Linked DNA regions of Rattus norvegicus: region 1 is linked to region 2. A link is a contact called in public Hi-C data. All regions are on one chromosome and are shown on one strand. Each heading gives the region's core, a stretch centred on a gene start, on an enhancer-like site or on the middle of the called end of the contact. The rest is flanking DNA. Distances are from core to core; before and after follow the strand shown.

Region 1 (5,525 bases), core at 1,886-4,385, 70 kb before region 2:
TGAGACCAGCATGAGCTACATAGTGAGTTCCAGGATAGTCTCAAAAAGGAAAGAAAGAAAATACTTAGTTTTCTAGGCACCTTTGTCAAATTGTTCACAAATGGCTTGAAAGGGGCGGTGTTTTTATAGCGTCACAGAGGAAAAGTTTTCCCGCCTGATGCTTAGCTGAGAGCTGTGAGCTTGGCCCTGTGGGTGAGAAGCCCTTGGGGTCAGGTAGGCCACAGAGTGGCTGATGATGGTGGCAGTTCATGTAGGCATGGTGGCAGTGTGCCTGTGTGGGGCTTCCAGCCAAGCGTCCAGCTCCTCAGATGTTTTGTCTCCTTTTCTTCATTCTCTTTCATATGTGTATGTGTGTTGCATGGGTGTGTGTGCTCTCCCATGCGTGTGCACGTGGGGGCCAGAAGTAGAAATCTGTCACCTCCAGCTTGGTCGTTTGAGACAGGTAGCCATCACAGTCTCTCACAGAGCCTAGAAACCACCCTTTAGAGCTGCCTGTTGCCATTCTCCGGGCCTTGAGGTTATAGATACACGACATCATGCTTTAAAGGGGAAGCTGTCGATCCGCTCTCCAGTCCTCATTCTTACACTGTGAGCACTTTGCCCACTGAGCCGAGCCATCTCTCTGGCCCCTAATGCATCTCCTGTTGGAAATTGCTACTCTGTGCTGCATTAACTGTGGCCAGCTGTTAACAGCCAGACAGGAAGAAATCAGAAAGGGATACGCTAATAACAGGACTGTGGGTGGAAACGCCAGGGTCTAGTGTTTAAAGGGATGGGCGAGTAGGAGTGAGAAGGAACGCCGATTGTGGTTGCAGCTCCTGGTTATTTTTAATGGAGGCATCATTTTGCTGACGCCATTTCCTTCTGTAAGATTTCCTTGGAGTAATCTGTGGTCATCTGCTTCGTGCATTAAGAAACAGAAACAGCTTAGGCGACATTGCTAAGGACACCCAACCTCTGGACGCCGAGAGAGGATGAGGGCTCCACGTGCTGTGGGTCAGACTGGCCGCAGGTGCGGGGAAGCATTCCAGCGGGAGGAAGTGAGGGCGAAGCACAGAGCAGAATTCGCTGGGGAGCAGGATGTGGGTCCCGGGTGCTTGAGCTTGGTGGTGCATGAGAGGGTCGGTGGGGATTGGCTCAGCACTGTGCGGGGAGTTAAAGAGGACAGACCTCAGGCAGCAGAAGGCACTGAGCCTCAGCGTGTGAGCTTCACCCTGATCACAAGTATGTAAGGAGGGAATCGTGCAGCAGTGGCAGGAGAGGGTTTGCCTGGTGCTGGGTGAGGCAGGTCTAGGAATTGGTAATCTCCTTGACCCATTAAAAGAAGCCATACAAGGTACTTACAAGGTGTGCTGGGTCTCCCATCTTGCTGTTTGCGAGGGACGGCTCTGGTTACCGGAATGAGTTGACTGATTCGCCGTGCAATAGCACATGGGCAAATGTTCCATTTCTGGCCCCCTTGCAAGCAGCCGTGCCGTGAGCGAGTCCTTACGGCAGGGCAAGGCATACAGCGCCTGTCCACTTGGTACACATGAGCAAAGTCTACAGTTGAAGCTTTCCTTTGAGGAAAAAAAATCTATTGAGAAGTGGACCTTGACATTTCTAGGCTCCACACGTTTTGCACCGGGTCCTATAAAGTGAACTATGATGACTTTCCCTTTCTGTTTCTTCTTTTCTTTCTTTTTCTATACTATTACAGCGACAGAAAAAGAATGTCTGTCATTGTTCGAATGCCGTCGGGACAACTTCGACTTTACTGCAAGGGAGCTGTAAGTGTCAGTGGTGTCGGGGAGGGGCTCGGCTAACCTCTCGGAGGCCGCTTTGCCAATGTATTGTTTTCCAAACTGCTGTTCATGTATCCTTCCTGGCCTGCCAGAACTGAAAGACAGTCCTAGCAAGCCACTAGGAGCACAGGTTCAAGGTGGCGTTTGATGAGAGTGGTCAGTGGGCAGAGACAACCCACTTTTAGCAGTAGTGAGCTTTGGACACAGAATCCTTGGAGTGGGGATTCCAGATCTGGTTTTGCCACCAGGTCTGGTGATGGCACCATGTTGATCTGTGATCATTGGTCTGTCCTCTCACGTCGCTTGTTCCTTAGCAGCTACGGAGACAGAAGTCATATCCACAAGTAGATCTATTTTTACAGCTCTTTTTGGCCAGTGTCCTAAGCCTGGCTTTTTCTTCAGTATCCCTAACTAATACTAAGCAAACTCCAAAGGCATTATTGCTAAGGAAAGCCGTTACTGCTTATGAATTGTACGACTGTAAAATTGTATCCCGTTGTGTGGTGGCTCTGTGGGATGAAGAGACTAATTCTCAAACGTACGCCAGGAGTGAGATACTGAGCCTGGATCAGCGGTGAGTTTCACAGGTTTCTCACCTTTCTCACAATGGCTATGGATACATTATGATCCGGTCTGTTTGATGATAAACACTGTATGTAGCCTTTAAAGGAATTCCATTTGCCAACAAAAAGAATTCTACTTTTATGATAAGGCGGCTTTAGTTAAGGCCACCGAGGTCATGGTGTCACAGAGCGACCTTGTTTTTAGGCTCTGTTTGTGTGCCCTGTGTTGTAGCTGCAGCAGCTGGAAGAGAAAGGCTATGGAAGCAGGAGAGTGTAGGCAGGGAACACTGCCAACGCCCATCAAATTCTTCATGGTTAGTTCTGCCCAAGCCGGCCCCCTCCTCCAACAAACTAGTTTTAAAAAAAAAGTTGATGTATTGAGATGCTGCCTTACACAGTGGACTCCCAGGAGCATACAAGCAACCATTCAGGCTTATCAGTGTGAGGGACAGGCTGCGCCAAACTGGGTGTTTCTCATCCAGCGTGAGTCAGAAGCAAAAGCCCCAGGCCTATGGTCTCCTTGGCTGTGGGGTCTTCCGTTGTTGGCAGATTGTATTTGAATAACCTATGGTGTGCGGATGTGATTTACTCTTTTTGCTTCTGCATAAAGACGCTACAGTGTGAGCACGCTAATTAAAAAACAAATTAGCGGGGGATAGTGGCTCACGCCTACAATTCCCGCACTTGAGAGGCAGAGGCAAGCAGATTTTTGTGAGCTCCTGTGAGATCCTGCCTCAGACAAGTAAGAATCCCGAATGAGGGCCGAGAAGATGACTCAGCAGCTGGGGTGCTTGCTGCCAAGTCTGACCACACTGAGTCAACCCTTAGATTCATGTGGAAGGAGAGAGTGACTCCTGCAGGTTGTCCTCTGACCCTGCGCTCTCTTGCTGTGACACATCACACACACACACACACACACACACACACACACACACACCCAGAGAGAGAGAGAGAGACACAGAGAGAGACAGAGACAGACAGACACACAGAGAGAGAGACACAGAGAGAGACAGAAAGAGACAGAGACAGACAGACACACACAGAGAGAGACACACACAGAGAGAGACAGAAAGAGACAGAGACAGACAGACACACACATAGAGACAGAGAGAGAGACAGAGACAGACAGACACACAGAGAGAGACAGAGAGAGAGAGACAGAGACAGACAGACACACACACACACACAAGCAATAAATTAAAAAAAAAATACCAATCCAAAACTTTCCAAGCCTGCCATGATACAGTATAAAGTTCTGCAGCTGACCTCACAGTGTCAGTTCCAGCCTAAATGTAGCCATGGGAAAGATAGAAAGTTACTTTCAGGCTGTGTGAATAGGTAGACAGGAAACATAAAAGGTTTAGACTTAGCCCCCCCACCCCCATCTCTGAGATCTCACGTCATAGCTATACACATCTACTCCAAATTCTGAAGATTCCCCAAATCTGAAGCAGTTCCATTCAGACAATGGGTACAAAGCCCAGAGTCTGAATTATGGAGAGGTGTGCAAACGTGGGCACTATAGCAGCCTTGAACGGGTCTCTGCTTGCAGTCCCCACCCCCATTGTTGTTCCTTTTTGAATTTTTTTAGATACACAGCAGCTTTTGGTATTGCTGTATGCATTTTACAAAGCTCATGTTTGGCCCAACCGACAGCTCCTTTCTGCTCAGTCAAGTTTTTTCATGTTCATTACATAGACACGAAAGAGAGCCTTCTTTAGAGTGCCCACTGACAGATGTCCTCTGCGCTCTGCCAGTCTCAGGGAATGTTTCTCCCTTTCACAGGATAATGTAATCTTTGAAAGACTTTCAAAAGACTCAAAGTACATGGAGGAGACATTATGCCATCTGGAATATTTTGCCACAGAGGGTAAGTGAAATTTCGAGATTCTGCCTTTGACCCTGCAGATGCGGTGTCCTGTGCCGTGGCTGCTGCACGGGTAGGCAGGCCTGCGTTCCGACAGATGTGTGCTTCTTATAGAACTGACTCGCTTCCCAGGACTGGTTTTTCAGCTGCTTTCTCCTCACACAGTCTGTGACAGTGAGGAAGTAAATGGCAGAGCCCAAACTCCGTTACCTGTGTTGGACTCTGCTAGGTCACAAGTTGCCCTAAAACAGAAGGCAGCTGACCCAGAGAAATTAGAATTACAGTTGTCCCTTTCCTTGGATACTCTAGGGGTCATTTCCCTGACCTCGTGCTATCATTTGTCCAGGACTTAAGCAGATACTAATCCCCCCTACTCACAGTGAGCAGGAAAGGAACTCTCTGGAAGCCTTTGGATGAGGTGATGTCATGTTTTCCTGCTAGAGAATGTGATGACGGGTGCTTAGATGCTGAGTGCTGCTCTCTCACGGTGGTTTGCTTCCGTGTCTAGACACACGTGCACACATGTGAGGGCATGGCTGCCCGAGAGCCAAGCTCTTCTATAACACAGCACAATAGGCTTTTTATTGCTGTCTTGAAATGTGCTTCCTGGCTCCTTTTCTTCCTGGCTGCCTGTGGCACACATACATGTGAGCCACACAGATTCCGTACCTCTCTGCAGTGGGAACTGTGCTCATGGGATCTCATATGCTCCTAAATTTATGGGAAGGGCAGTTTATGCTACTTTATATGAAAGCCTGGGGAAGAGTGTGAGTTATTCTTCTCAATGCTGCAGCAAGGTACTTGGCAAAGGCTTCCTGAGAAAGAAGGGGTTTATTTTGGCTCGGAGAGTGAGGGTAGAGTCTATCACGGGGAAGGCATGGTGACAGGAGCTGGGGGCAGCTGTTTGCATTGCATCTTGGGAAACAGAGCGAGATGAAGGCTGACTCACACATCTCTCTGCTTCTGATTCAGTGTGGGACACAGGACAGAGCCCATGGAGATGGGCCGCTTACAGTCTGAATGGGCATCCCCACCTGTACCTTGGAACACCCTCCCAGACATGTCCATTGTTTCCCTAGATGACTGCGTCCTATCGAGCTAACAATCAATGTTAACAGTTGCAGTAGGCAACCTTAAATTTTCCTTTGTAGCTCTGTGAATGTTAAGATAGAGGAACCTAAGAAGCAGGTGGCCTCTTTGATTTTAGAACACTCTGACACAAAAGTGATGTCCCCTAGGAGGTGGTGTGATGTCCCCTAGGAGGTGGTGTGATGTCCCTTAGGAGGTGGTGTGATGTCCCCTAGGAGGTGG
Region 2 (4,852 bases), core at 293-2,792:
TTGTCATCACAACATGAGGACTGCAGCATTAGGAGGGTTGAGAACAACTGCCCCAGAGCAATCGATGCCCTGAATCAGACATTAGCCATTAATATTCATTAGAGAATAACTTTATCTTGCTTCAAGCCACTTAAGTTTGTGGCATTTGGTTATAGCAGCCCTGGTTTAAAAAAAATACCTGAGGCACAAGGCAGGAGGAAGTGAAGGCCATGGAGGGCATGGTCTGACTCATCAACAGTGTGGGAATGCAGAGATCCTGTGAAGAGATGGAGGAAAGGCAGGGACAGAGCTCTGGTCTCCATCGTCTTCCTGCAGGTCTCCTCATCCCCGTCACATTGCAAGCAAACCAACCCACTTCTGTACTTGCCACAGAGGCGCCTTCTGCTCTCACAGCTTTGTGCACATTGGTGAAGCATGCCTGTCAGTTCCCGGCATTTGAGTTTAGAAGATGCCTAGTGGGGGCACTGGTTTGTTTAGGGAAGAAATGTGAAAGAGTTGCTTATGATTCTAAGTGGGGCTGAGTGTTTCCGGATGAAGCAATTCAAGGACTTCCCACTCTCTGCCTCAACAATTCCCACAGCAGAAAAATAAGTAAACAGCCACCTCAGAACACCACTCTGAAGGAAGGAAACAATTAGCATTGAAGTGACTACTCTCCAAGAAATCTGGGAATTCAAGACTGCCTTTCTGGAGAGAAGAGCCATTGGTAGCTGGGGAACTATATGTGGAAGCAGGGGGAAAAAAAGAATCTGTGTCTCTGAATCCAGTCTTGACAGTCTTGAAGAAGTAGAGTAGCTCGGGGCCTGGTATGGTTCATTCCCTTTCTCTCCCAAAACTTCAGACACTGATGAAAATGAGTGTCATTTGTTATCCTAAGATCCTGCACTAGAAAATGAATTTAGGGTGGATTTCAGGAGAGTTTTTCTCATACTTGGAACAGAACTAAGTCTTTACATGCCCCTCCCCTAGTCTCTAGCCTTTCTATATTTATAATTCTTCCAGAGATTGGCAGGCACATATTGCAGGTGACAGCCTGGACTATGTGCCCTGCAGGCTCTGTCCCTACACAGCCAAGGCAGTAGCTTTCTCCCTTCAGTCCTTGCTAACAGATAAAATAGGATCAGCCAGCAGGGGCTGCTCTGGGCATCCATTGCAGCCACTGGTGTGAGGTGCAGAAACAGAGGCTTGCTGCTGGGGGAGCCTGTGTGAGCATGTGGACAGATTTGATTCCACCCTGTCAGGGGAAGCATTTATTTCTTCCTATGAAAACAGCAAACAACTCCTTGAAAACGCCTTCAAAAATTTATTTGCCCAGGAAGTGTGAAAACGGTGATCTTAAGATAGTAAAAGAAAAACCAAAACCTCTCTGTGGCTTGTTCCATTCGTGTGTGTGTGTGTGTGTGTGTGTGTGTGTGTGTGTGTGTGTGTGTGTGTGAGAGAGAGAGAGAGAGAGAGAGAGAGAGAGAGAGAGAGAGAGAGCCTTCTAAAGGAAGGGGGAGTAGACGAAGAGCTCAGTCTGGCTGCCTTTGTAACCAACAGAGATGGGTCCCCACTGAGTGGCAGTGTTGGAATGTGATCCTGGCCCCAGAGAACAGTCTTGTCTTGAGCCAATGGGTGGAAGAATAAAAAAAAAAAAAAGAGGCAGCATGGCAGTGTGTCCGTTTCAGTGCATGACTAGCTGGAGAGAAACCAAATGAGTATCACTTTTTTAAAGGAGATTGTTTCCTCATTAGTAGGAGGTGTGTGTGAGAGAGAAAGAAGGGGGCTGCTGTTATGACTCCCTATGGGCTTCATAGTCAACTGGACCCTTCCTCCCGCCTCTCTGCAAACTTTCCCATTTCTGTGTGATGCTAAGCAGGGAATAAGATCCTGTTCTATGTCTGTGCTGGGAGCCAGTCACCTTCCAGAGGAGAGGCTGCAGCAGTCATGCCCACTCTGCTGATGGCTCTTATTAGTCATGTTGATGCGCTAACTGGCCACTGTCTGTCAGGAACACTGGAGTGATCCGCCCCCCTCCTGTTTGCCCCAGCGTTCTCTTGCTGGTGGCAAATCACTGGCACCTGGGTGGGTTTTTCTGTTCCCTTCAGAAAAGCTGCTGGCGTTAGGTGAGTGTGCGCAGGCCCAGTGACTGAGTCACAGCCTGAGATCTTGAACAACTTGAACTCCGAACTCCGCTGTGGTTGTCTTTCCCTGATGGACCTGCCCGAAGAACTCACACATGTAGAATATTAAAACACCCTTCCTTCAGGCAGCTATTCAGGACTCGTTATGAAGCAGGGAATCCTTGGGGTTAGGGCTCATGAATGGCTTGCGATTAAAGCCAGGTAGCTTCCTTTAACGGATTCCATAGCTACTGGGGACTTTCTTCTATGCCTTTCTAGTCTTTGCTTTTCAAGGAGAAACTTCCCACGCAATTAGAGATTCTGTGGCTGTTTGCCTTACAAGGTTGAAAGTATATGAAAAAATATTGTTTAAAAATTGAGAAAGTAAACGCTGAACGGACTCTAAATATTTCAGTTGATAGAACACAAAATAAAGGGCCATAAAGAGGGAAATGATTTGCTAGCTTGCCGTTGTAAGTATTTCATATTTATAAAAGCACACACTTGTGTCACAGTATTCTGGTAATGGTGCATAGGATGAGATGGATGAGCAGACAATTTAAAAGGAAGAGGGCTGTCTTGGCCTATTAATCTCTGGTATGAGGCTGAAGCATTCAAGATGAAGTTCTGGGTGAGTGGCTCGCTGTGGTCCCCGTGTCATCCAACTCTCCAGACTGCTGTTGATTTTCTTGGTTGTTTGTGTCATCGACGTACAATGTCTCAAAATGCTTGGATTGATAGCAGGGGGCCACAGTTGTGGGTTTCATGTATGTGTGCATGCATGTGTGTGCACACGCGTCTGTGGGCTCACTCCTTGTTTTAAGCCGTGCAGCTGTGGTTTGCTCATCAGTAGAACTGCGACGTGAATACCGGTAGATAAAGAGTCCCCACCTCAGCCGAGCTGCCTGGTGCCATTAATCTCCTCCAGCCGGGGTGGGAGGGGAAGCAAATGCAGATTACAGATGGCAGCTTCTGTGGACATGTGTTGAAGTGTTCAGAGTCCTGAGAGAATGTGACCTGACCCATCCTTTTCCACGTCTGGCTTTGTGTCTGATTGGGGACCAACAGGTCACACTTAGCCTGCAACGCAGTTCTGTTCAGATGGCGCCAGGTAAGACAGGTGCTCTGCAGGTGAGGTCATGTCCTTTAATGTCCCAGCCACACCTTATTTCTTGCCTGATACACTGGCTCGTTTCCTGTGGACTCTGCCAAGTGCTGTGGTTCTTCTCGAAGACAAACCAGGACTTTTAGTAGGTTTATTCTCTCCTTGGTTTCGTCAACTGTTTCACAGTGACTTAAAACAGTGAAGTGTCCAAAAGGCTTGAGAGGTCTTATGTTCATGACATTCTTTACCCATCGGGCCTTGAGGCCGAGGCATCAATGTTAATGACTGACTTCCGCAGACTAGGTAGACTGTGGGCTGTGAGTTTGCTCTACGGGCAACCCAAGTGCTGGAGACTTGGTGCCACCATGCTCTGACTCTCTGGAAACATGTCTAGAGGTCTCCCCTGTTGCCCAAATGTGGCTAAATTAACATGGGCTTCGGAATGGTCTGAAAAGTATCTTCCTTTCACACACATGTCTAGCTCTTTCAATGGAAAGTGTCAATCTTGAGACAAGCTGAAGTCAGAGGTGGGCTCCTCTGATCTGTTCCGCCAGGAACTCCACAGACAGCCTTTCTGGAAGGTGGTATCGGGTTTGCCCACTGTTGTGAATGAAAATAATCTATTGGTGAAAGCCCCAAATTAGAAACCTCTTGGTATATTTATTTCTGTGTCTCAAGAATTCTGATTTAAAGCAGACTTTATTTCAAGTAACATGAACAGTAGGTCGTTCAGGAGTCTTGGATGAATCAATGTTTTCTTCCCTCCACTCCAGGAAAATCTATTTAAAGAAAAGGTCAGCTCTGGGCTTAAGTTAGAGCCCATTGAATGCAAGTCTGGGGCAAAAGACTAGCGCTCTTCTCTTCTGTACAGTTGTGTGCAGTAGGAGCTGGTTTTATGCAAGCCTTCGTTTTCCACACATTCCTTCCGGTGCGGCCTTCCTCTACATTGTGTGGAGCCAATAGTGTATGGCCTGACAGCCTTCATAGAAAGAGATACATAGGATACAGGGAGATGAGCTCTTATGGGACTTATTAAATTTAGGAACAATTTTAACCCTGAAAATACTGCCTGAAGACCGTTGTGTCCTTTAGTCATTCCCAGGAAGGAAGCAGTAATAAATACAGTTACATGCCTCTTTGAGATGCTGCAGCCCTTCTCACTCCCCATTACCTCTCTGTGTGCTGGCCTTCTCCATTGCTCTGAGAGAAGGTTTTCAGGTGTCTCCTTTAACAGACCCTGACCTTGACCCTCTGTGTGGGCTCTGGTGGATCTCTGCCTCTGTGCTGTGTGTCTCTGGTCTACCTCTCACTCAGCCCTGGCCTTAGTAGATACTGGGGATTATTTTGGTCTCTGAACCTGACTCCTTACTTCCAGTTTCTATGTCTACTAAACCTTCCATTCATTCCTGGAGAATCTGAACATATTCCATGACTTTGGGATGTTTGTTGAAGAAAAATAGCGAGAGAATTACCAAGAAGTTGCATGTACCCAGGACTTGATATTTGATGGGGAAGGCAAGCAGTGAGAGAAGATTCCAGCAAATAACCATGTTGAACTAGAAGTTGGGCCATAGTATCCACACTATGAAGAGCAGGAGTGACCAGACAAATAAGGACCCAGAAAAGGAAGGAAGGGGGTGATTTC

Evidence for each region. Hi-C and Micro-C count contacts between places; a contact is called where the count stands out from the background.
Region 1: a contact with region 2 is called in a Hi-C map of Schwann cells, with 4 times the contacts expected there. The contact joins two enhancer-like sites. A contact is called at or near these places in 5 of 12 Hi-C or Micro-C datasets (the A7r5 cell line, the Rat2 cell line, Schwann cells and 2 more).

The regions. Positions count from the first base shown.
Region 1 is chr15:38,353,906-38,359,430 of GRCr8, reverse strand. Atp8a2 (ATPase phospholipid transporting 8A2) reads left to right here. Exons shown (of 36, transcript NM_001427450.1): 19 at 1,700-1,769; 20 at 4,133-4,217. Among named protein-coding and RNA genes, the nearest start is that of Atp8a2, 73 kb to the left of the region's middle. Within about 2 kb of position 3,135, at least 9 of the 93 cell types and tissues checked have an H3K27ac peak or open chromatin away from gene starts, as enhancers often do. A contact at or near this core is called in Schwann cells, where this site is marked.
Region 2 is chr15:38,283,486-38,288,337 of GRCr8, reverse strand. The region is part of intron 23 of Atp8a2 (ATPase phospholipid transporting 8A2); the gene reads left to right. Among named protein-coding and RNA genes, the nearest start is that of Atp8a2, 140 kb to the left of the region's middle. Within about 2 kb of position 1,542, at least 1 of the 93 cell types and tissues checked has an H3K27ac peak or open chromatin away from gene starts, as enhancers often do. A contact at or near this core is called in Schwann cells, where this site is marked.